Regions from separate parts of the Mus musculus genome. Here regions 1, 2, 3, 4, 5 and 6 are each linked to region 7. A link is a contact called in public Hi-C, HiChIP or PLAC-seq and promoter capture Hi-C data. All regions are on one chromosome and are shown on one strand. Each heading gives the region's core, a stretch centred on a gene start, on an enhancer-like site or on the middle of the called end of the contact. The rest is flanking DNA. Distances are from core to core; before and after follow the strand shown.

What was found. Promoter capture Hi-C pulls out the DNA fragments that hold promoters and counts their contacts. A called contact is a pair of places that touch in the nucleus more often than the background predicts. HiChIP or PLAC-seq counts read pairs in DNA pulled down with a chosen protein or histone mark. Capture Hi-C pulls out chosen DNA fragments and counts their contacts.
Region 1: a contact with region 7 is called in a promoter capture Hi-C map of liver, with 2.4 times the contacts expected there. The contact joins the promoter of Elmo2 here to the promoter of Cse1l in region 7. A contact is called at or near these places in 1 of 39 promoter capture datasets (the 3T3-L1 cell line) and 1 of 9 other capture datasets (liver).
Region 2: a Hi-C map of CD8 T cells shows a contact between it and region 7, with 7 times the contacts expected there. The contact joins the promoter of Dpm1 here to the promoter of Cse1l in region 7.
Region 3: a contact with region 7 is called in a promoter capture Hi-C map of liver, with 2.0 times the contacts expected there. The contact joins the promoter of Zfp334 here to the promoter of Cse1l in region 7. A contact is called at or near these places in 2 of 39 promoter capture datasets (hippocampal neurons and liver).
Region 4: a promoter capture Hi-C map of liver shows a contact between it and region 7, with 5 times the contacts expected there. The contact joins the promoter of Zfp335os here to the promoter of Cse1l in region 7. A contact is called at or near these places in 4 of 39 promoter capture datasets (the 3T3-L1 cell line, hippocampal neurons and liver).
Region 5: a promoter capture Hi-C map of liver shows a contact between it and region 7, with 2.8 times the contacts expected there. The contact joins the enhancer-like site here to the promoter of Cse1l in region 7. A contact is called at or near these places in 5 of 39 promoter capture datasets (hippocampal neurons, liver, pre-B cells and 1 more).
Region 6: an H3K27ac HiChIP or PLAC-seq map of double positive thymocytes shows a contact between it and region 7, with 3 times the contacts expected there. The contact joins the enhancer-like site here to the promoter of Cse1l in region 7. A contact is called at or near these places in 1 of 39 promoter capture datasets (liver), 1 of 484 Hi-C or Micro-C datasets (embryonic stem cells) and 2 of 115 datasets of contacts at active chromatin or transcription factors (double positive thymocytes and kidney).

Annotation. Positions count from the first base shown.
Region 1 is chr2:165,325,078-165,328,321 of GRCm38.p6, forward strand. Elmo2 (engulfment and cell motility 2) reads right to left here and starts at 1,402. Exons shown (of 21, transcript NM_080287.2): 1 at 1,341-1,402.
Region 2 is chr2:168,229,116-168,232,089 of GRCm38.p6, forward strand. It overlaps Dpm1 (dolichol-phosphate (beta-D) mannosyltransferase 1), which reads right to left and starts at 1,264. Exons shown (of 9, transcript NM_010072.4): 1 at 1,078-1,264. The coding sequence starts at 1,238. Mocs3 (molybdenum cofactor synthesis 3) reads left to right here and starts at 1,507. Exons shown (of 1, transcript NM_001160330.1): 1 at 1,507-2,974. The coding sequence starts at 1,520. The coding sequence ends at 2,902. Gm20716 (predicted gene 20716) reads right to left here and starts at 1,264. Exons shown (of 12, transcript NR_132310.1): 1 at 1,078-1,264.
Region 3 is chr2:165,386,664-165,389,689 of GRCm38.p6, forward strand. Zfp334 (zinc finger protein 334) reads right to left here and starts at 1,596. Exons shown (of 5, transcript NM_178411.3): 1 at 1,298-1,596; 2 at 263-325. The coding sequence starts at 277.
Region 4 is chr2:164,909,621-164,912,705 of GRCm38.p6, forward strand. Zfp335os (zinc finger protein 335, opposite strand) reads left to right here and starts at 1,813. Exons shown (of 2, transcript NR_166490.1): 1 at 1,813-2,130. It overlaps Zfp335 (zinc finger protein 335), which reads right to left and starts at 2,130. Exons shown (of 28, transcript NM_199027.2): 1 at 1,897-2,130; 2 at 1,002-1,252. The coding sequence starts at 1,202.
Region 5 is chr2:165,823,203-165,826,437 of GRCm38.p6, forward strand. The region is part of intron 11 of Zmynd8 (zinc finger, MYND-type containing 8); the gene reads right to left. Among named protein-coding and RNA genes, the nearest start is that of Gm11465, 57 kb to the right of the region's middle. Within about 2 kb of position 1,824, at least 53 of the 459 cell types and tissues checked have an H3K27ac peak or open chromatin away from gene starts, as enhancers often do. A contact at or near this core is called in liver, where this site is marked.
Region 6 is chr2:165,852,886-165,856,127 of GRCm38.p6, forward strand. The region is part of intron 2 of Zmynd8 (zinc finger, MYND-type containing 8); the gene reads right to left. Among named protein-coding and RNA genes, the nearest start is that of Gm11465, 27 kb to the right of the region's middle. Within about 2 kb of position 1,921, at least 77 of the 459 cell types and tissues checked have an H3K27ac peak or open chromatin away from gene starts, as enhancers often do. A contact at or near this core is called in double positive thymocytes, where this site is marked.
Region 7 is chr2:166,904,742-166,908,016 of GRCm38.p6, forward strand. Cse1l (chromosome segregation 1-like (S. cerevisiae)) reads left to right here and starts at 1,355. Exons shown (of 25, transcript NM_023565.3): 1 at 1,355-1,436. It overlaps Gm31204 (a long non-coding RNA gene), which reads right to left and starts at 2,553. Exons shown (of 3, transcript XR_866966.3): 1 at 838-2,553.

The DNA.
Region 1 (3,244 bases), core at 152-2,651, 1.6 Mb before region 7:
AGAACATGCCCTTAATCAGAGGCCAGCTTGGTCTACAGAGATTGTTCCAGGACAGCCAGGGCTACACAGAGAAACCCCTTCTTGAACCAGCCCTGTCTCTTTTGCTCCAAACGGTAGAATGAATCTGGGCAGGTAAACTCTTTTAGGATCTTTGCTATTTTTAATCTGTAAATGCAAATAATGATAGTCTCCTCAAAAGACCACAACTCGAACTAAACGCCCTCACATTTGCACACTACTGAGCACTTCACAGCCAAGGCAGCCACCCTAGCAATGTGGTTACTGACCGACCACTTGACAAATGGCTGCCGTGCTTCTTCTGAGAAGCAAGAAGTGCTGTCCCAAGAGTGAGGCACACCAGAGCTCAAGAAGTTAGCACACACACACACAAACAGTCAACAACTCCATTAACGTGATTTTACATTGGTTATGTGAATTCCTAATTATAATCTGAAATGTATTAACTAAAGCATGAGTAAATTATTCCACTTACATATTTTACATTCCTGAGATGTGACTGTTAGAAAAGTTTAATTAACAAATGTGACTTGCATTATTTCTCTTTTGGAGAGCCCAGGTTGGCCTAGTGCCCGGCACACAGAAAGCATTCCAAAAGGTGGCTTCCACCCACAACAGATGGGATGTCAGGGGCTGCGGCTGCATCCCCCAGGCAAACTCTAGCCCTTCGTTCATTCATTTAGTAAACATCTATAGTGTCTGGCCTGCTGAGACGCTGTGGGTGCATGGAGCAACATCAGGTAAGGTCTTCTTCCTCCTGGGCATTCCTACCTGCTGGGACAGGCAGACGTCAATCAACACTTTCAAACTGTTGAAAGCTACTGATGTGTAGGGACACCAGAATGTTCAGAGTGTCGCACCAGGGTCAGAACTCGGGACCCCGGAAGCCTTCGGAAGGAAGACTGGGAAGATGAAAAAAAGTTTACTAGACTAGACGTAGGGGCGGCGGACTCTGAGGGTGGCCAGAGCGAGGGATGGAGAAGGAACAGAACCAGGCCGGGAGCAGCCTAAGCCTAGGGAGGGCGGCGAAGGACCAGATCTGCAGGGCCCGGAAAAAGGGGAGGGTGGAAACCAGCACCGGAGCACCCCGGGCATTGCAATGCTGCGGGAAGAAGCGAATGAGAGCGGCCTGGACCGAAGCCGGGCAGTGGAGAAGGAAAGAGGGCCGGTACCGACCGCAGGGGGATTACCGGATCGGCACCGTGCCCGGGCTTGGAGGTCGGGCAGACGCTGCCCTCCGCCTCAACCCCAACCTCGGTCCCCGGCTCCCAACCCTCAACACTCTGTCTCTCTGCCTCGAGCCCCGAGCGTCCCTCACTCACCCGGCACCCGCCGAGGCCCAGCTCCGCGCCCGCGTCCCGCCGCCGCTCCACTGGCCCCGTCTGCCCCGCCCTCCTGAAGCCCCGCCCTGCGAAGGGCGGCCCGGGCTTCTATTGCTCCGCTTTGCTGTCAAGATGAAAAGTCTCGCTTTCACTGGGTTGTTTGTCTGTCAATAAAAGGGAGGCGGGCCTAACTGAGGGCGCGGGCTGGAGCGACGCCGGCTGGCCCCTCCCCTCCGCGGAGGCCTCTTAAAGAGACAGACTACCATTCTTCTGCAGGCTATTGGGTCTAAAGGAACGTGATTTCCCAGCAGACACTAGAGGCTGCTCCCCACCCAAACTTTTTTTCTCTTTTATTTCTGTACACAGCCTCCGGGTGAAGGAGGTTGGAGGGGCGGGGAGGGGGCGCGCTCTGGGTCCTTGAGACCCATTGTTGTAAGGAGCAAGCTATCCTCTGGTGATGCTCACCTGATCCGACTCAACGATGGGAATAGCTGATTTAGGGAACTGAGTGGGAGGTGACAGTCGTGTCAGAGGCTATGAGCAGCCGCGGCTGCTCACTACGGAGATGGAGCTAATTATACCGGCACCCAGGGCTGACCGTGGGCGCTGAGCAGAGGCAGAGGGGTACAGCTCAGCTGTGCTGTTGGTAGGGATCCGTGGGAGGTGGCGTTCGTCACCGCACCTGCGGATCTAACAAGGCCGGGCACAGCGCCAAGGACTCACTCCTGCCATCTCCCTTAAAGCTCACAGCAGGCTGGTAGGGAGGGCTAGTATGCGATCCCCAGTTGCAGAAGAAAAGACTAGGGGTCTTATGGGACCAACTAACTATACAACCGGTGACTATACAGCAAGACGCTATCTCCCTGTTTAACTCCAAATTTTGTTTTTTTTAATCATTTCTCTTAGCAGATCCTTAGGACAATGCCAGAAGACAGACATTTTGTTATCCATTCTGTAGAGACTCGGCTGGCCGCTCAGCAGAGAGATGGAAATAATGGCTACCTTTTACTGTCTTTGAAGCAGTTTTACAGGCACAGTTACATTGACTCCTGCAATTGAATTGAATTGAAGCGGATTCTTATCAGCTGGTGAACAGGATGGTGCCCAGGAAGCAAAGCTCCCCTCCCACAATCACAGTGCTAATAAGGCCTGTGCAGGGGCCGGCCAGTCACACTTCCAATAGGTTCACATACTGCCTGCTTCCAGCCAGTCTCTGTCTTTGTTTTATCGAAAGCCACCCAGGATAAAGCATATGGCCGTGTTCCAAAATAGCTTTACGCTGGAACATAGGGTAGCCACCCTTGTCTGCAGCACCATTCTGGACCCCAGGTCCTTTGCTGCTCTGTGGGAGCCTCATACGACCCTATCAGATTCACATTATTATCTCTTATTGTCCTCCGTAGTCTTGTGAGCATCCTCTTTGTGGTGGGTTGTTTATTTCTTTGTTTGCTGCCTATTTTGAAACAGGGTGTTTGCAGGGACGTTTAAACAGATGTGTCCCCATTTCCCCTCCCCCTAAGGCACCAATGACAAACCAAAGAGTATTCCATTCAGTCAGTCCAACTTGGGGAGCCAGCGAGGGCCTTGATGTCACCTTCAGAACATGGATGTCTGGGTTTGTGTTTCCATTGCTGTGCTAAAACATCACAGCCAAAGGCAACTTGGGGGAGGAAAGGGTTGATTTGGCCTGCACCCCCGAGGTCTACAGCTGAGGGAAATCAGGGCAGGAAGTCAAGGCAACAACCAAGAAGCAGAGGCCAAGAAGAAGCACTCCTTACTGGCTTGCTCCAGGTAGCTTGCTCCAGCACTTTCTTATACAACCCAGGAGTGTCACTGTCCACAGTGGGCTGGGCCCTCCCCACAACCATCACCAATCAAGAAAAGGCTCCACAGACTTGCTTAAA
Region 2 (2,974 bases), core at 14-2,513, 1.3 Mb after region 7:
TTGCCTCAACCAATCAAACCATGCAGACTAAGGCTTTTACAAATCAGTACGGTAAGGTTGTGCTTTCTAGAAAGAGGAACTATGTACCAAGTATTTTGTTTTTCTGAGACAGAGGCTGCTAATATAGCCCTAGCTGCCCTCGGACTTGGTACAACTCGTTTGCAAACGTATCCCTTGTAGTGCATAGCTTGGGATCAAGTATTTTTTTCTTGCTATTAGAAAATATGGGCACAGCGTCCTCATTGTCGTTTGAGAAGCAAAAGCCAACCAACAAACAAAAAGCTCTGGAAACAATCTGTGTTCTTCTGACGCACTGTCTAAAACAGCGCACTGCTACGCCATCCTACTCCTGCAAAATCCCGTTCTGTAGGTTGACAGTAAAAGATCGCCCATGATCATCACAGCATGACACTCATCTGGCCGTAAAGTACTGACTCCGTCCTGCCACTGCCATCAGGAGGCATTTTATTTACTGTTTAGTTCGGAGACCTTTTTTTTTTTTTCTTAAATGCGTAACACTTTCACTATCAAAATTCTTGTTCCTAAGAGCTAGGGCTCTGCCTAACAAAGCGAAAGGCCCCGTGTTTTTCAAAACAACACACAAATAAGCCCGGGTTCCTAATCAAACTCGGCGAAGATGCTCGCTCCCTGCCAGCTCATCAGCAGTTCTCTGACAGCGCAAACAACAAGCTTACGTAAGCGCTCGGCCCCAAGGCGATGGGGAGAACGCTGGCTCGGGACTCCCGGCTCCGGCGGCGGATCCTGACCGCCCAGAGGTATGAGGTCATACCTCCTCGCCCCGAAGTCAAAAAGAAGTTAAGTTAGCCCTTTAGAGAGAACAGGCCGGGGACGCAGGCCAGCGCGATCTGTCAACAGATAGACACCGGACTCGCTAGAGACCTGAGCAGGAAGGAGAAAGACGCGGGGCTGTGCTCCTCGGTTCTCCCCGCTGGGGAAAGCCGCGAGCAGGCTCGGGAGGGAGCGGAGACCGGGCCTCCGGGGGTCTCCTCGCGCAGCCAACCGCCGACCTGCAGCCCGCGGCCGGCTCCCGGCCCCCGCGCGAGAAGCCCCTTCTACCTCTCGGAGAAGCTCTTCACCAGCAGCCACACGATGAGCGGCAGGTTCTCCCGTTCGTTGTAGGTGGGCAACAGCACCGAGTACTTGTCCTGTCGCGAGGAGCGGCCCTGCGGCGGCCGCGGAGACGCAGCAAGACTGCGACTCGCCCCCGTGGAAGCCATGACGGCTCTGCGAGAGGCGCCGGAAGCGGACTTACGTCATCCGACACGGGCCGTACCAAATCTCGGAGCATGGGGGAGGCTCGGCGCTCCGACGTCCCAGTGTGGTCCCCGGGAAACTTCCAGATATGGTGACCGTTTCAAGCCAATCGTGACGGCTTCCCCGGATAAAAACCCATTCGTTTCACTTTCAAGGGCCAGGAAGCGTCTTCGTTTTCCAGTCGCTAAGAGACAGGCAACCGGAAACGGAAGTCCCTTCCCGGCTCTTTCCGGAAGAGGCTGTCATGGCTGCCCCGGAGGACGTAGCTGCCTTACAGGCTGAAATCACCCGGCGGGAGGAAGAGCTAGCTTCGCTCAAGCGGAGGCTGGCCGCGGCCCTGACAGCCGAGCCGGAGCCCGAGCGTCCGCTCCGGGTCCCGCCGCCGCCGCTGGCGCCCCGGGCCGCGCTGTCGCGGGACGAGATCCTCCGCTACAGCCGCCAGCTACTGCTGCCGGAGCTGGGCGTGCGCGGGCAGCTGCGCCTGGCGGCGGCGGCGGTGCTCGTGGTGGGCTGCGGCGGGCTGGGCTGCCCGCTGGCGCAGTACCTGGCGGCGGCCGGCGTAGGCAGGCTGGGGCTGGTGGACCACGACGTGGTGGAGACGAGCAACCTGGCCCGCCAGGTCCTGCACGGGGAGGCGCAGGCCGGCGAGAGCAAGGCTCGCTCGGCGGCCGCGGCGCTGCGCCGTCTCAACTCGGCGGTGGAGTGCGTGGCGTACCCGCGCGCGCTCGCCGAGGACTGGGCGCTCGACCTGGTCCGCGGCTACGACGTGGTGGCAGACTGCTGCGACAACGTGCCCACGCGCTACCTGGTGAACGACGCGTGCGTGCTGGCCGGCCGGCCGCTAGTGTCGGCCAGCGCGCTGCGCTTCGAGGGCCAGATGACCGTCTACCACCACGACGGCGGGCCGTGCTACCGCTGCGTGTTCCCGCGGCCGCCCCCGCCGGAGACAGTGACCAACTGTGCAGACGGCGGCGTGCTCGGAGCGGTGCCCGGCGTGCTAGGCTGCGCGCAGGCCCTCGAGGTGCTCAAGATCGCCGCCGGCCTCGGCTCCTCCTACAGCGGCAGCATGCTGCTCTTCGACGGCCTCGGGGGCCACTTCCGCCGGATCCGGCTGCGGCGCCGCCGGCCTGACTGCGTCGTGTGCGGGCAGCAGCCCACCGTGACCCGCCTGCAGGACTACGAGGCCTTCTGCGGCTCCTCGGCCACCGACAAGTGCCGCGCCCTGAAGCTGCTGTGCCCCGAGGAGCGGATTTCTGTGACCGACTACAAGCGGCTTCTGGATTCCGGGGCGCCCCATGTGTTGCTGGACGTCCGGCCTCAAGTAGAGGTGGACATCTGTCGCCTGCCGCACTCTCTCCACATCCCTTTGAGTCAGTTGGAACGCAGGGATGCGGACAGCCTGAAACTCTTAGGGGCTGCCCTCCGGAAAGGGAAGCAGGAGTCGCAGGAAGGGGTTGCTCTCCCGGTGTATGTGATTTGCAAACTGGGAAACGACTCCCAGAAAGCTGTGAAGGTCCTGCAGTCCTTAACGGCAGTGCCGGAGTTAGACTCTTTAACTGTTCAGGACATCGTGGGGGGACTCATGGCCTGGGCCGCCAAAATTGATGGGACATTTCCACAGTACTGAGAGGACAGCATGTGATTCGTGTGGATGACGGTTGTGATACCTGAAGAATCTATTCGAGCTTTACAAAATAAT
Region 3 (3,026 bases), core at 346-2,845, 1.5 Mb before region 7:
GGAACTCTCTATGCAGACCAGGCTGGCTTCTCACTCAGAGATCCATCTGCCTCTGCCTCCCAAGCGCTGGGATTAAAGGCGTGCTCCAGCACATCTGGCAATGCCTTCTGTTTATTGGGGTTCACTTCTCTGGTACTGATCTGCTTCCCTTACTTTCCCTGGCGCTGCCTTTTTATACACGTCTACCACATCCAGATGTACTCGCTGCGGGTCTATGAACAGCCACTGCCAACGGTGGGACGTGAATCCCTCGGTGACTTACCTGGGTACTGTCCATTTCCAGGCGTTCTCAAGAAAGGGCCAGGAACCACCGGTGATCCAAGGGCTGGGTGAGGAAGAACAGGGAATGTGATCAGCAGACTGGCTAGCAGCTCGACAGTGACTCACAGACATGCCCTGGAAGGAAAGGACCCTTCGACCTGCGTCATACAGAAAGCGTCTGCGGAGGGAAGGCCCAGGGCAGTTTTGAATGGACTAATCAGAGCTTTTCTTACTGTGTGAAAGGAAACAAAGGTGTGAATTGAACTACTGTCTTATTCAGGTCTCCTTAAAAAACAAACAACACTTCAGAGTTCATATTAGATCATATCAATAAGCTCTAGTATATATGAAGCCTGAAAGAGCAGGCCAGCAACTCTGAGATTCTATCAATCAATCTATCTATCTATCTATCTACCCTCTAGTTTTTTGGGTATCAATTATCTATCTATCTATCTATCTACCTACCTACCATCTAGTTTTTTGGGTATCAATTACCTGTTTTCCTACTAATGCATTCAGCAGATGAAATCAGAAAACCAGACAGAGGGAGTGAGGGGTTTAAGATGCGTATCACTCTGCTCCCCTCCCCCAAGCTTAACTGCAGTTTCATGAGAGGGAGGCCTCTGCTTCAGTGTAGCAGAAGACAAAGCCCTGGCCTTCGAATCAACACACCAGATTTCAATTCTTGGTTCTGGCACTAGCAAACTACCTAAATGGTCAAAATAGCTGCCTTCCTCACTTGAGAAGAAGTTCGACTCTCATAAAAACCCTTTCCTGTAGATACTCTTGGGTCATTCTTCTATATAAAGGAAACCAGTAAACTCCAGGATGGTGATGGACGGGGTTTGAGCAACTCTGGCGAAACAGAATGGGGACTCTAATGAACGACACGCATTTGTTCGAAGTGATGCAGAGGCCTTTTTCTCAGCCATGGCTGGCATCCCTTCCCTCCCAAACGAAAGACCCGCCAATGAAATCAGACCTGCTCATTCCCTCAATCGCAGCTCAACCCTTAAGCAGCCCCCCGAAGCTTTACCGGGCCAAGGGCATCCGCAGGACTGCTGGGATCCGCTTTTTGCACGCACACACCTCTCTCCTTCCCAGGCTGCCCGCCCGGAGGCCTGCAGCCCCGGGGGCGCCCGCTAGCCTCGCCCGGCCCCTGGACACGCGCAAGCCTCCGCGGGCCCCAGGAAGGCGCTGGTTCTTCTGATCCTGCCCCGGAGTCGCCACCCGGAATTCCTCTGGCTCAGGGGAAACCTCGCTTCTTTTGTAGCTCCCAGAAGGCCCCAGGCAATTGTGGCGCACAGAGGCCCCTCGAGCCTCGCCTGGAAGAGCCCCACGAAACGGAAACGCATCCATAGAGCCTAGGAGACCGCGCATGCGCAGAGTCTCGGAGCGGCCATTCCCACGGTTCTCCAAAGGGTGCTGTAGTCTTTCCAGGACTACATTTCCCACAGGGAGTTGCGGCCCCCACCCAGCCGATAGCCTCTGAGGCGCTAGGGCTTTAATCACAGTAATTTACGAGTAAAAACCATGAGTACAAGAAGAAGTGTGAGAATAAAAAATTAGAGCTCTGTAAAGAAATTCCAACAGTGTATTAAGAAAAAAATAATAACCAAACAGTTGTAAGCAGAATAAAAATGTATCGACGACCTTCCCAAAATTACAGAAGAGACCCCCTAACAAAGAATCAAACCATCTCTAAATATCTTAAAAGAAAATAATCGCCATCCTGTTTATTACTGACTTTACTGACAGGTGCATACTCTCCTGCCAATTTTACAGAAGGAGAAGTCACAATAAGTAATGGCAAAATATTTTAACAGTATAATATTTTCAATTTTTATTTTATTTTATTTTATATGTATTGATATATTGCCTGCCTGCATGTATGTCTGTCCACTACTTGCGTGCTGTGCTTGGTACCCCGTGTCTAAGAAGGCCAGAAGATGGTATCATGTAGGTGCTGGGAATTGAACTCTGCTCCTCTGCTATAAATCACTGCGCCATCTTAACAATATATTTTAACATGACCAATTATATTTAATCCAAGTAATATAGAAACTGCTCTTCATCCATGAGGACAAATTGAATACGTGTATATATTTTGTTTTATTTATTTTTTTAAAATATTTATTTATTTATTTATACACTGTACACTATAGCTGTCTTCAGACACTCCTGAAAACGGCATCAGATTTCGTTACGGATGGTTGTGAGCCACCATGTGGTTGCTGGGATTTGAACTCAGGACCTTTGGAAGAGCGGTCGGCACTCTTAACCACTGAGCCATCTCACCAGCCCCCGTGTATATATTTTAAAAGAGGAAAGCTATGGAATATCTTAGTCACTGGAAGGCCAGACAGTTTCTGACACAGTTATCTGTTATGTTTAAATACCAAAAGGAACTTCGAGATGCAGAGGCTGAGAGATAGCTCTCAGTGAGCCAGACTTCCAGGGATTCAATGCTTGTATACTGTCTCCCACATCAAACGTGGCCATGATGTAATTTAAATAAAGGGGTCATAAGAAGGGACACTGCAGGCTTCAAAAAGCAAACCTGATATCCTGGCAGTCCGGTTTGTTTGCGGTGTTCCTAGAGTTTGTGTATGACTTTAGTTAACTAGTTACCAGAGATCAAGTGGAAACCAAAAGAAGCAGAGAGGCAATGTGGAGAAAAGGCAAATATTTCCCAGAAACCCAGCCATGCCTCCCCTTCCAGGGATCCTTGTCAAGACTTCAGATGCAGGGAGTGAGCCACCCTG
Region 4 (3,085 bases), core at 563-3,062, 2.0 Mb before region 7:
AAGCAGCAGCTCTCTAGACCACAGGCCACAGCCAGGAGGCACAACTGTCACTGGGCTTTTGCATCAACCACTCCCCCTGCTGCACTCTCTTCCATGATCACTACCCAGCTTTCTCACAGCCATTTAGGCACTGCCCCCTCTAGAGGGCAAGCTGGACCTTACTCAGGACCTTTCTGCTCCTGCACACTTCCCTTCAGAGACCAGTCACCTCACCACACTGGAATGACAACAGGTTGGGTCTACTCTCTGAGAAGAGAAGCTTTCCTCTATGGACCCAGTTCCTCAGCACAATCCCAGCCCACCCCCGCACCTCAACATTTTCCACACCAATCTGTGTTCTCTGCAAGGACCTGGACCACACCTGTCCTGTCCCTAGCAGTAACCCTGTAATATAGCATAAGTTAGACCCCCAGGGTAGGCCCACTTCTGCTGACATAATGAAACCCTAAACTGCACACCCAGGGCCACTACTTCATATCTCCATCAAGTGGAGTCCAGATACAATCCCCATCTCGCAAAATTACTTATGAAGCTACCAGAGATGACTATGTTTCTAATTTTCACTTAACAGAGAAGATGAGGGCTAGAACCTGGGTAACCTGCTCAAATCACAAAGTAATGGGTCAGGAAAACATGGCTCAGTTTCCCCTTACAGCCTAGCACCCATAGAACCCGGCCCTCCCGTTCCATTTGACAGATGGGAAGACTAAGATAACTGAGATGGATCAACATTTGAACCGGGCTCATGGAGCCTGAGGGCTCTGGGTAAGACCATGGATAATTCTGGCTCTGTCGATAGCAAGCACGCTCTGCCTCAGTTTCCCTTTCTGAAGATTCTGGAAACAAGTGGTTTAAGTATGTCTCTTAGCCATGGGACTTGTCAAAACCGACCACAGCAGTTTGGCATGGCATGGCTTGGCGTCTGCCTCAAAAACAGTTATTTTCTACAAGTAGGCTTTGCTGACGGTCCCCCTGCCCACACCATCCACACTGATCCATACCACAGAGTGGTTGCCACCGTCCGAGCTCTGCCCGACGCCAGAGTCGTCAGCCTCCGTTAATCCTGGGACGGTCGCAGCGTCGCTGCTGTCCGCGGACACAGCTTCCGAGGTGCACACACCCAGGCCGCTCTCAGAAGGCTCCTCAGGCTGGCCGGGCCGAGGGGCCGCGTCGCTACTGCTCTCCACCTCGTTCTCCTCCATTGGTTCTGGGGACCGACTGACAGCGAAGCGCGGGGTTTGAGGCTTTCACTCTGCTGGGCGATACGACCATGGTTGCAACAAGTGGTCCACCTTTCGGGCCCGGCCAAGCAGAACCCACCCAGATGCACCGGTGTGCCCATTCTGCAGATGCAAAGACTGAGCATCGGACTAGATGGGACGGGGTTTCCTGGAAAGGGAACCTTCCAGAAAAGAATAGGGACGCCTGGCCTCTCAGGCTAGGACCCTTTGGGAAGAAGGGTGGTCCCGGTGGGTGATCACGGCTCCTTGCTCCTCCCAGAGGCATGAATCGACCCTGGGCGGACACAGCGGCCCGGCGCTCCGGCCCCCGTGTCCCCTCGGATGAGGAGCCGGTGGTACAGCCCGCAGGCCCCCGGGGTCAGTGGTTCACTCCCCCTCCCCGGACTCCCCTGCGGAGGGGGCTGACAGCGACGGTCGCGGGGCCTGGTGTCTCGGGGCTGTCCCCGGCGCTGCCTGAGCTCCAGGCCCGGCGCCATCTTGTGGCGGCGCTGGGTTTCCGCTCAGGCAAATGCGAGAGCGGCTAAAGGGCCTGGGACCCCGGGGCCCTGTTCGGACAGCCCCGCCGGCCCGGGAGTCCGCCACCCGGCAGCCTCGCGGCAGGGCCCCGGTGCACGGCAGTGTGCGGAGGGGCAGCCCGCCTCCGGCTGCCGCTAACCTGAGCCTCTGGCTGCTGTGTCGCTCTCCGACTCCGGCATCGACGAGGTCGCCATCCTCTCACCCCCGTCGCGGAGGAACCCATCGGCCGCCCTCGAACCGGAACTACTTCCGCCGCCGTCCCCCCGGGAGAGAGAGATCTGCGGGGTTTCAGAAGGCCTCTCGGAGGACTCAGAGCCGTCGTCGGGTCCAGGAGGACTCTAGAAGTCACATGCTGCCCGGTGTTAGGGCTGAGGTCAGCTGGGTACGGGGACTACTTTTTCGTGTGGCGGAGGGCTACACGGGAAGTGGCATGACGTCACGCAGGTCCCAGCCCGGACTCGCCGGACAAGGCGCGGCGGAGGCGCCCGGCTCTCGTGGGTGTGGCCCCCAGCGTCTAGCCACACCTCCAGGGGTCGCTTAGAGAACCGTCGCGACCTGGGATGGTTTAGAGGTGTCCAGAGGGGAGGGAACGTCAGTCATTTTCCTGGTTTTTCACCTGTAGCTTAAAGCTCCACTCGAGCCAGATCGGGTTCTCCCGGGTTGGGCTTGCTGTGCCGTAGTACAGATGGCAAAACCGAGGTTTGAGGACAGGAAAGGCTGGTCAGGAATCACAACTAAGGCGACTTGGGGGATCGGGTAATGGCAGAGGTCAGGGATGTTTGAAGAAGAGTTAATGCTTAGGCCACGGTGCACTTCGCAGCTGTATTTCTTACTAGGACTGGAGGGCCAGACACCCAGCTGTCCTCTGATCAGTGTAGGTGTGTTTAGAAGTTGGGGAATTAGCTCAGTGGCAAACACGAGGCCCTGCGTCCTATTCCTAGCATACACACGCGCTCATAGACGCGCATGCACGCACGCAGGCAGTGTTAGGTATTTTTAGAAGTCTACAGTCCTTGGGCCCAGTGTGGTGGTGGCTCATGCTTTTAATCTAGCACTCCGGAGAGGCAGGCTAACCTCACTTGACTTACATAGACCAGCTGGAGCTATGTAGTAAGTTTTTCCCAGAAACCACATGGTAAAAGGAGAGAACCGTCTCTTCCAGGCTGTCCACCCACCTCCACGCGCTCTTAGTGTCATGTGTGCACTTACAGACATAACAATAAATACATGCTTAAAGCCGGGCCCTGGTGCTGCACGCCTTTGAGTCCTAACACTTGGGAGGCAGAGGCAGGCGGATTTCTGTGAGTTTGAGGCCAGTCTGCTCTACA
Region 5 (3,235 bases), core at 574-3,073, 1.1 Mb before region 7:
GTGGCCTGAGGTATCCCTCCTTACCGGTTGCTTGTTTCAGTTTTGAGCCAAGGCCTCTCATTCGTCTGGAGCTACCCCCAGAGCAGGCTAGGCTAGCTGGTAGGAAGCCCGAGGGACCCAGTTGCCTCCTGCCCAGCACTGGGGTCGCAAACACACACCCCCATGCCTCACGCCTCCAATTCTTACATGGCTCCCGGGCAGCAAATCAGGTCCCCAGGTTCCTAAGACAAGTACTTTATTGAGACGTCAAGCCCCAAATGAGGCATCTTTCCGTAGAATCACTACTACAAGAACATTTTAAATAATTCATTCACTGCTGTTTGTGATAGTTAAAGACGATTCGGGGAACGGACTTTCCCCGGGGATAAAAACCAAGGCTTCTCTAGCTGCGCAGTCAGTCACATAAACAAGGAGGTTGAAACAGGGCTCCACTTGGGCCTTTAGAGATGTGATGAGGAGGTCAGACATGAAAGGTGACAGGATCCCAAACACAGAAAGCAAAGGTGTCACCACACAAAAAGTCAACCAGCGCACCATGTTTCCTTGAAAGTCAAGTTCAAAATTAAAAAGGTGGGCCAGCTATATGGCTCAGTGAATGAAGGTGCTTGCCACCAAGTCTTAGGACCAGAGATGTCTTCCATTTCTGGGACCCACATGATGGAAGGGAGGACTGGTTCTCATAGGTTTGTTCTCTGACCACCTTACATGTCAATGACAAATTTGCACAATGCATGCATATACAGGCACAGATGAATCAAAGTATAGTGGGGGAAAAAATAGGTCAGATGTGGCACACACCTTTAATCCCAGCACTCTGGTGGCAGACACAGATCTCTGTGAGTTCAAATCTTGCCTAAGGGATTGTAGAGACAGCTCAGCAGTAAACAGCACTTGTCACTCTTACAGAGGACCTGGGCTTGCTTCCCAGCACCCACGTGGTGGCTCACAACCATCAGTAACTCCAGTGCCAGGGCATCCTGATGCCTTGCTCTGGCCTCTGCAGGCAAAAAAGCATGCATGGGTGCAGGCAAAACACTCAGACGCATAAAAGCAAACACAAATAAATCTTTAATTATTTTTAAAGCCGGTCTGGTCTTTATGGTGTGTTCTAGGCCAGTCAGGGCTAGAGTGAGACCTCCCCGTTGCTGTCTCAAAAAACAAACAAACAAACAAAAAAGAGTGAATTGCAAACAGAAGCTGCACACAGCCCAAGCCCAGAGGACTCCACTCCTGAAGAAAAAAAAAAAAAAAAAACCAAGGGCAAGGCCATTGTTTGCTCTGTGTGTGTGTGTGTGTGTGTGTGTGTATGTAATGGTGTTTCATCACAACAGAAGCATACTAGATAGAGGACAGGGACACACACAATAAGCCAATACATAAAGGCTGGACAGTTGGCACATGTCTGTGTGTGTATGTATATTTGGGGCTTCCCTGTAGCAGCAATTGGACCACACTGTGTCAGAGCCAAATAACAAAAAGCCCCATACCATACCACAGTAGTTCAGGCCTTGGGGGACTTTAACAAAACAGACCAGTAGTGCTAATCAAGGGTCACCTGGGGCCACCAAGGTGGCTCAGCTGCTAAAGGCACTTGCCAGCAAGCCTGATGACCCGAGTTTAAAGCCTGAGACGAACATGGTGAAAACTGACAACGGCAAGATGTCCTCTGACCTGCACACAAGTGCTGGAGCGTGTACGTACACACACACACACACACACACACACACACACACACACAAAGTGTGAATGCCACCCAGAGAAGCACGACACCAGTGCACGTGAGCAGAAAGCTCAGAGCAGGTCAAGGCCACAACAGGTTCTCTGCTGTCCCTTGACCCTATCACCTGTCAATCACAGTCCACTCCCTCCGTGACTGTGGGTAAGTGCCTGAGGTTTAATAGCACGCCATGCAATTCCTCAGGAGAGCTGGCCATGGGAGGGAGGGTTCGTTAGTGACTTAGTATTTGTCATGGACAGCCATTTTATGACAACTATTGATTTCACAGTAAAGCGGAGTCTGTGAAAACACTCTCCTGCCTCCCTGACAGCAGCCCCATAGCGGGAAGCCAAGACCAAAGCGCCATTAGCTCAGAGGGGTCTGTAGGCTCAGGCCGGTGCCATACTACACATTAGCATTCTCAATGGGGTCTCTAGGAAAGAGTTAGCAAAGGCCGAAGGCTGATGAAACCCGCCTGCCCAAGTGGTCCATATGTGGGGGCAGGGGTCCAGGGCTGTGGCAGCTACAGGCCAGGCCCCCTGCGGGACAGGCAGCTGCTTAGGGAGTTGAATCTGCTCGTAGGGACAACAGACCCAGGATGAGCTACTACTGAGTAGTCTAAAGAAAAGGACGGTCTTGGGGCCAGGGAAATGGTCCAGCGGGTAAGGCACCAGCCATGAACTTGATGGCCTGCGTTCAGTCCCCTGGAACACACACGGAAGAAGCAGAGTCCTGACCTCTGTAAACTGTCTTCTGACCTTCATATGAATGCACACGTGTGCCCGAACACACATGCGCACAGACTACACACCTTTAACCCCAGCACCAGGGAGACAGGCCGGCAGCTCTCTATTGGTTTAAGGACAGTGAGACCCTGTTAGAAAGAGAGGGAGGGAGAGAGAAGGAAAGGAAAAGGAGGGAGGGAAATAAGGGTCTAAATTCTCACACTTGCACATGCTCGCTCACGTATGCACACACTCACACACGTATGCACACACTCACATACGTATACAATAAAGGGCCACTCTGGATTCTGGAAGCTGCTTGTGTGGTCTTTCTATTTTACAGCATGATGAAGTTTTCTAACATTCCGGAGGGACCCCAGCCTGATCCCAACTGTGCTATCCCTGCCTGTGGAGGTGTCTGAGTATGGACAGCCTCCTCACCCTGGGCTGACTAGCAGCTGTCATCAATGCTAACAGCAGAGGGCGGGAGGGAGCAGCAGGAGGAAACAGGCCAGGCCTCAGGGCTGGGCTGGGAGGATTTGCCAAGTGACAGTCCTTTCTGGACTTTGTGGACTATAGTGAGAGCTGGCAATGCTGAACCCAGGGCCCAATCTGTTCCCTGTCCCTGTGTGGCCTGCTGTTTAAGAAGGGTATAGAACATTGGGGTTGGGACACAAAAAAATTCAATAGTTCTTTTTCTCTTTTTTTTCCCTGTATGAGTGTTTTGCTTGCATCTACGTCTGCGCACCATGTGTATGCCTGGTGCCCAAGAAGGTCAGATGAGGACATCAAA
Region 6 (3,242 bases), core at 671-3,170, 1.1 Mb before region 7:
ATGGATTTGGTCACAGCAACAAAAAAAAATAACACATCAAGTTACTAGAAGTGGTCACACAAGCAGGGGTGTTGCTCTGACACCCAAGAAACACATCTCCACACCCTGCCCAACAGCAAAATCAAGACACCCCCGAGACACTTCAAGGAGGCAGTGCGCCCCATTCAGTTGGCTAAGAGTAGGGCAAGCCCCTCCCCCAGGAAAGTTCTCATGCCACACCCACTCCCTGTCTGAGACCCTTGTCTAAAGGCATCAAACAAAGAACTCGCACTGACTCTCTCCTTAAAAAGCCCCACCCACCCCGGTCAATTTGCCCTTGGTTTTATACTCTTGCCACTCCACTACCAATCCACCTGTTCACCTGTAAGACCCACAATTCGTTCATGCCCGATGGTGGGCTCATTAACTTAGGGACAAAGGTATGCCCTGGTGCACCTCACACCCTGAGAAACTGAAGTGAGAGAAGCAGAAAAGGATACCAGGAGCCTAGAGGGTATCAGCAGGTGCTCTCTGCTTCAACTTGACACTTTACCACCATGACTAGACACAAACTTCAGTGACCACAAACAGGAGTGGCTTAATGCGTGGCAGCCATACAACAAAACATTCTCTGGCCACTAAGAACGCTAAGTGCAAACTGCAGAGATGGCTCAGCGGTTGAGAGCCCTGGCTGCTCTTCCAGGGGACCTGGGTTCAATTCACAGCAATCACATGGTGGCTCACAACCATCTGTAACACCAGTTCCAGGGCACCCAATGCCACCTTCCAGCCTCTGCACGCACATGGTGCACCTACACACACACAGGCAAAACCCTTGTACACATTTTAAAAATCAAGAAGAAGGCTGAACATAGCCAGGAGACAGAGACAGAGACAGAGAAACCTCCATGACTTTGCGAACAGCTTGGTTGACAGAGTGAATTCCGGGCCGGTGAAACCCTGTCTCAAGATGAAGAACGTAGTGGTTAGTTCAAGGATAGATCCGTTATGTGCTTCTGTGCAAGCGAAAGGACCCGAGCCCAGACATCGTGTAAAGTTAGCCATGGTTGCCTGAATCTGTAATCCCTGCACTCCTTTAGCGAGATGTGAGGTGGACAAGAGACTCTCCGGAAGCTTATGGGCCAGGTAGACTGCTGTATGCATGGCAAACAAGGGGGAGATAACTGACATCCAGGCGCTCTCTCTCTCTCTCTCTCTCTCTCTCTCTCTCTCTCTCTCTCTCTCACACACACACACACACACACACACACACACACACACACATACACATACACACACACAAACACACAAATCATGGGTAAGAAAGACATCTGTATTCACGGGCACTTGTAACCCCAGCACTTCGGAGGCTGAGGCAGATGGATTGCTGTGAGTTCCAGGTCAGGCTAGTTAACAGAGTGCCACACACTCTCCACCCCTCCCGCACTGAAAGAGTGATGAGGTAATACAGAGGGTGCCATTTGGTGGCAGAGCACTTGCCCAGCAGGCACAAGGCTCCCGGTCCCATCCCCCAGCACCAAGAGGGACAGTATCTCTCCAGGGACTCCTGTATGGCAATCTCCAGCCTGGGTCCAGTTACAAAACAACACGTCTAGCGCCTCCAGGAGGCGACACGCCCCATCCCCAAAAGGATGCGATCCTGCATATAAACACCTGGAATACTCCAGGGGGGACCCCAAAGTCCAGCCAGGTTCCTGGGGGAGCAGGTGGGCGTCTCAGGAGGCGGGCCTGCAGAAGGGATTATATATCAGCATATACCCTGGTGTACTACAGACAGTGTGACTTTATCAAAGTAAGGGAAATGAAAGGGATTTAGAAGGCTCAATTGCGCATGAAAGGCAGCAGGTGCAGGCAAAAGGCAATAACGAGTAAAGGAGGGCGGGGCCCCTGAGTGATGTCACAGGCAGATAAAGTGGGGGCTGGGCTGCTGTGGGCCGCAAGGCCTCTGGAAGGAGCTGGGGGTTTGTTCTCCGTGCAGCTAATACAACCCATCAACTCTGCCCATGTCAGAGCCTAAGTACTTACTGCAGGTGACCTGGCAGGGTGGTGGTGGCACACGCCTTTAATCCCAGCACTTGGGAGGCAGAGACAGGCGGATTTCTGAGTTCAAGGCCAGCCTGGTCTACAAAGTGAGTTCCAGGACAGCCAGGGCTATACAGAGAAACCCTGTCTCGAAAAAAACCAAAACAAACAAACAAACTGCAGGTGGCCTGGGGTTCACATGAGCACGTCTCAAAAGAAACAATACTCTGGCCAGTCCAAACCAGGAACTGACCAGGCAAATATTTGCTGTACTTACAAACTCCAGGCTAGTGGTTAGGTTTAGAGAAGATTCCCCCATGGGAGACAAGGGTCTGTTTCTAGGTTGTCTCAAGATTTCTTAGCTGGCTTTGGAAGTACTTCGGTTCTCAAACTCAATTCCATTATGTAAGACCCCTAAGGACGGTGACACGAAGGACCAGCCCATCAGGAAGGGGATGGGGCACTGTGGACCAGAGCGGTACAGCCTCAGAGCCAAGCCTAGACCTTGACAGTCTGAATCTTTCCTCTGTGAGTTCCAGACTACCTTGGTCTACATAGCACAAAGCATCAGGGGGCTACATAGAACTTGTCTCAGATCACCTCAACTCTATCTGCCGCTACGAGCACAAGGACTGCCCCCAGAGCTTATGGAAGTCTAACTGCTGTATCCAAGCTAAACACCGGTAGCATCTTAGGAGCTGCGGCTGGAATTATCGTTTTCAGAATACTAAAGGGCAGGTCAGCCCTACTGCCTAAACGCCTCCCTGTCCCACTGGGAGCCCTATGGCCCTGTGGCTTAAACACCTCCCTGATCCATCAGGAACCCAACATCCGGTGACTGTACTGTACACTGATGGGAAGAAACCCAGCTGTCGTCATGGTAATGAAATCACCATAAGGACCGCTTCCAGAAAGCTGAGTCAGACTTTTACTTCTCTAATGATCTGATTCTGAGGAGGGTACATTGCTAAGCGCGTCTCATGTATAAATGTGGGATGATGACAAACAGCCACCACCAGCTGTCTCACAGAGGAATGAATGGTTCACCTTGCATCCAAGAAGTACTTTTTTTTTTCCTCTTCCACCTTCTCTGGACTAGCAGGACACCATTTGCTGGCCCTTCACCAACTTCCTGCCTCCAATCCACCCCCTCAAAATGAGTCTGACTCTGACTGTGTTAACTTGGGTGAGGGAGCAGGCCTGCTTTGTGGAGGAGATGG
Region 7 (3,275 bases), core at 105-2,604:
GGTCCTGAGTTCAAATCCCAGCAACCACATGGTGGCTCACAACCATCCGTAATGAAATCTGATGCCCTCTTCTGGAGTGTCTGAAGACAGCTACAGTGTACTTACATATAACAAATAAATAAATCTTAAAAAAAAAAACAGTTTAATGAGAACCTTACATAAACAATGCATGCTTTTGAGGGTAAGCGTTCCCATGAAGTATCGATTATGAAAATGAGTGTTTGTGACCTGGAATTCATGGCAAGCTAGGCAGCCTGTCCTTTACTGGCTAAAACGCAAAGTGAGCCAGCTACTCCTGGACCCAGAGACAGGAAGGAACACATATCAGTGCAGTAAAGTGGGGTAAGCTTGTAGCAGAGAGGAACAGAGAAGGCAAGCTAAGCTGGCTTCTTCAGCCCGGTCTTACTACAGAACACTAGGCTTCAGTCTTGATCAAAAACCTGCTTCTAGACCTTCACCTTTCTTTGCTTGCGAGGCGTACAGTCACACAACTGTCTCCTGGCTTTTGAAAAGATAAGATTTCTCTTGTTCAAGGGTCAAATGAACATCCCAGTTACCTTTAAGTTGCCACCAACTACATCGTCGTCTGAAAAAAAAAATTTTTTTTTGAGAAAGGATCTCACTGTGTAGCTATGCCTGGCCTCTGTGTAGACCATGCTGGGCTTAAATAAATGGCGATTGTCTTGCTTCTGCCTCCCAAGTGCCAAGTGGTAACAAGCATGAGCCATCGCCTTCAGCTTCTGAAATCATGTGTGTGTGAGTGAATGAATGTGGGTGTCTTCATCCATTGCTCTCTTAGTTTTCAAGGCTGGATCTCTTATGGAAACAGAAGCTCACCAATTAGCTAGACAGGCCGGCCAGTAAGCCCCAGCGATCTTCCTGTGTCTGCCTCCCCAGGTACGGAATTGTAGTCAGGCTGGCTTTTATGTGGGTGCTGGGGATTCGAACTCCCGTCTTCTTCCTTGCGCAGCTATCACTTGCTTAACCAAGCGTGCTATCCCCTAGCTTGAAATTCTTACTCATTCGTTTATTCTATTTGTCCTAGAACAGACGCTCTGCTCTGTCCCTTCGCTCAGGCGTGAACGAGCACGTTCCATCCAACAGTTAGAAGCCACTAGGAGCCACTCGCAGAACCTGCTAGGGTCTGAGGAAAGAAACCCAAAACAGAAGCCTGCGTCAAAAGGCACGGTCTCTTGTGACGTCACCGCAGACCCGAGCAATGGTTCCGATTGGCCCTCGCAGCCGGGGTGGGGCCAAAGCATTCCTGGCTCCACCCCGCGTCCCGGTCTCACTCGCACATGCGCAGTGGCCGCCACCTTAGCCGCCGCGCCATTTTGCCAGGGTTTGAATGTGAGGCGGAGCAGCGGCTGGAGTGGGGTAGTGTCGGCTGCAGCTCTCGCTTGGGATTCCCTCCTCGGTCTCGGCGTCCCCACGAGGTGAGGCATGGAGCGAGCAGGGTGGCCGCGGGGACGCGGCTGAGGGAGGGGCCGATCGCTGGGAGGTGGATCTGGGCCTCAGCCCGAGGACGCGCGCCTGGTCTTCCCCGCACGCCGCCTCTGGGTCGGGCCTGACCGCTCCGGGAAGCTGGGGCAGCTTGGGGCTCGGCCTCACGCGAGCTTCTCGAGCTCCCGCCCCTTCCCTTCCAGCGTTGCTGGGATTGGTCGCGCCGCCGCGTAGGCGTCCGCGGATTGGTCAAGCCCGCGCGTCCGTTCTCGGCGCGCCGGGGCCCGCAGCGTGAGCGCTGTTCCGCGCCGAGGCCTGACCTGGCCGAGCCGGTCTGGGTCCCTGGTTCTAAAAGAGGCCGGAGATCGCCCACTCTGACTTCGCGGGGCTTTGGCCTCCGCCAGAGTGGACTTGGCCCTCGGGTTTCAGCTGGCTGTGACGTTCGTGTCCCTAGGACCTAAGGAACCTACAGGCGAATGGTGTTCCCCTGCCTGGGGCTCGCCGGCTTTCCAGTTAGATAATCTGTCCCCACGCACACTCCGTCTTTCCCTAGGAGTGTAATTCAGAGCTAGTCCTTGCCTCTCTACGAATTTCCTAGTTTTTAAATAATTAGGTGATGCTGGGCGTGGAAACCGTGCTCCCTCACGTGTTGAACAATCTCTTCCACTGAAATGGCATTTTTACCCTCTCCTCAAACTTACGATTCTTCACTTGCATATTCGGTTAAGTGGCTTGAAGGTTCCGCTGACTGCAGGCTGTGTTTCCCAGAGGGCTCGCCTGAACTGCTGACCATGGCCATTCGTCTCTCCATAAGCACTGTCGCCTCCATGACCGGCTCTTTTAAGTATTCATAGTCCCGTCCTGTATGCTAAGTCCCCAGCTTTCGTGATGTTAGAAGCAGCTGACCTCAGATCTTGGCGGGGCTGCCTCCCTCCCTGCCTTTCAAGTTCCCTTCTTAGGGAGGAGTTCTCAGTTCTCACTGCGATGGCCACATCACCCACGTTTATGTGTCCTGTAGCATTGACCTTATATGTAGTAACTACTGCTTGTTTCTCACGGTTCTCATCTGCTCTGAGTTATCTTTAAGGATAACTTTTTATTGCTGGGTCCCATGTATGAGAGCCACATGGTGAATGCTCTGTTATTTTATGAAGACATGGAAGGTATCTGTCTGTCTGTCTATCTATTTATTTTGGATAAAGGGTCTTTCATAGCCCAGGCTAGACTTAGAGCGTTATCTTTCTACAAGTGTAGGCTACCACACTCAACTCTTCTTCACTTTTCCATTTGTGCAAAGGAATTTTCTCCCCTCTGGCTGTTTGGTGTTCTAGTTGGGCTTTGGGAAGCCAGTCTCTAGACAGGAATTGGTTGAGAGAGCAGTGCTTTTAACTGTGGAATTGATTTATTGCCTTATTTGTTTAATATCTCATTCTATGAAACCCTGGGAATATAGTGAAGAATCACAAGTGGACAAGGTGTCTCTCTTTAGGGAGCTCACGTTCTAATTGGAGGAGTCCGTGAGTGAGTTCAGGTATTTCAGGTCGTGACAGAGGTGACAGGTGAAGAGGTGGCGTTTGAGCAGAGACTAACCAGGGAAAGGTGAGGTGAACAAGAAACAAAAACTCAAGGACAGAAACTCACTTGGAATTCGGGGCGTCTTAGGAAAATCCAAGTCAAGTGGTGGGAAGAAGAGCTGGTGCAGGACTTTGTGGCCGTGTAAGTTTGGGTTTGATACAGAGTGGAAGCAGAGAAATGATGTAGGGACTCAGGTTACTGCCCAGACTCCTGTTGTCTTGAAGTGTGCTTAGTAACTGTTCTTTTTTTTTTTTTTT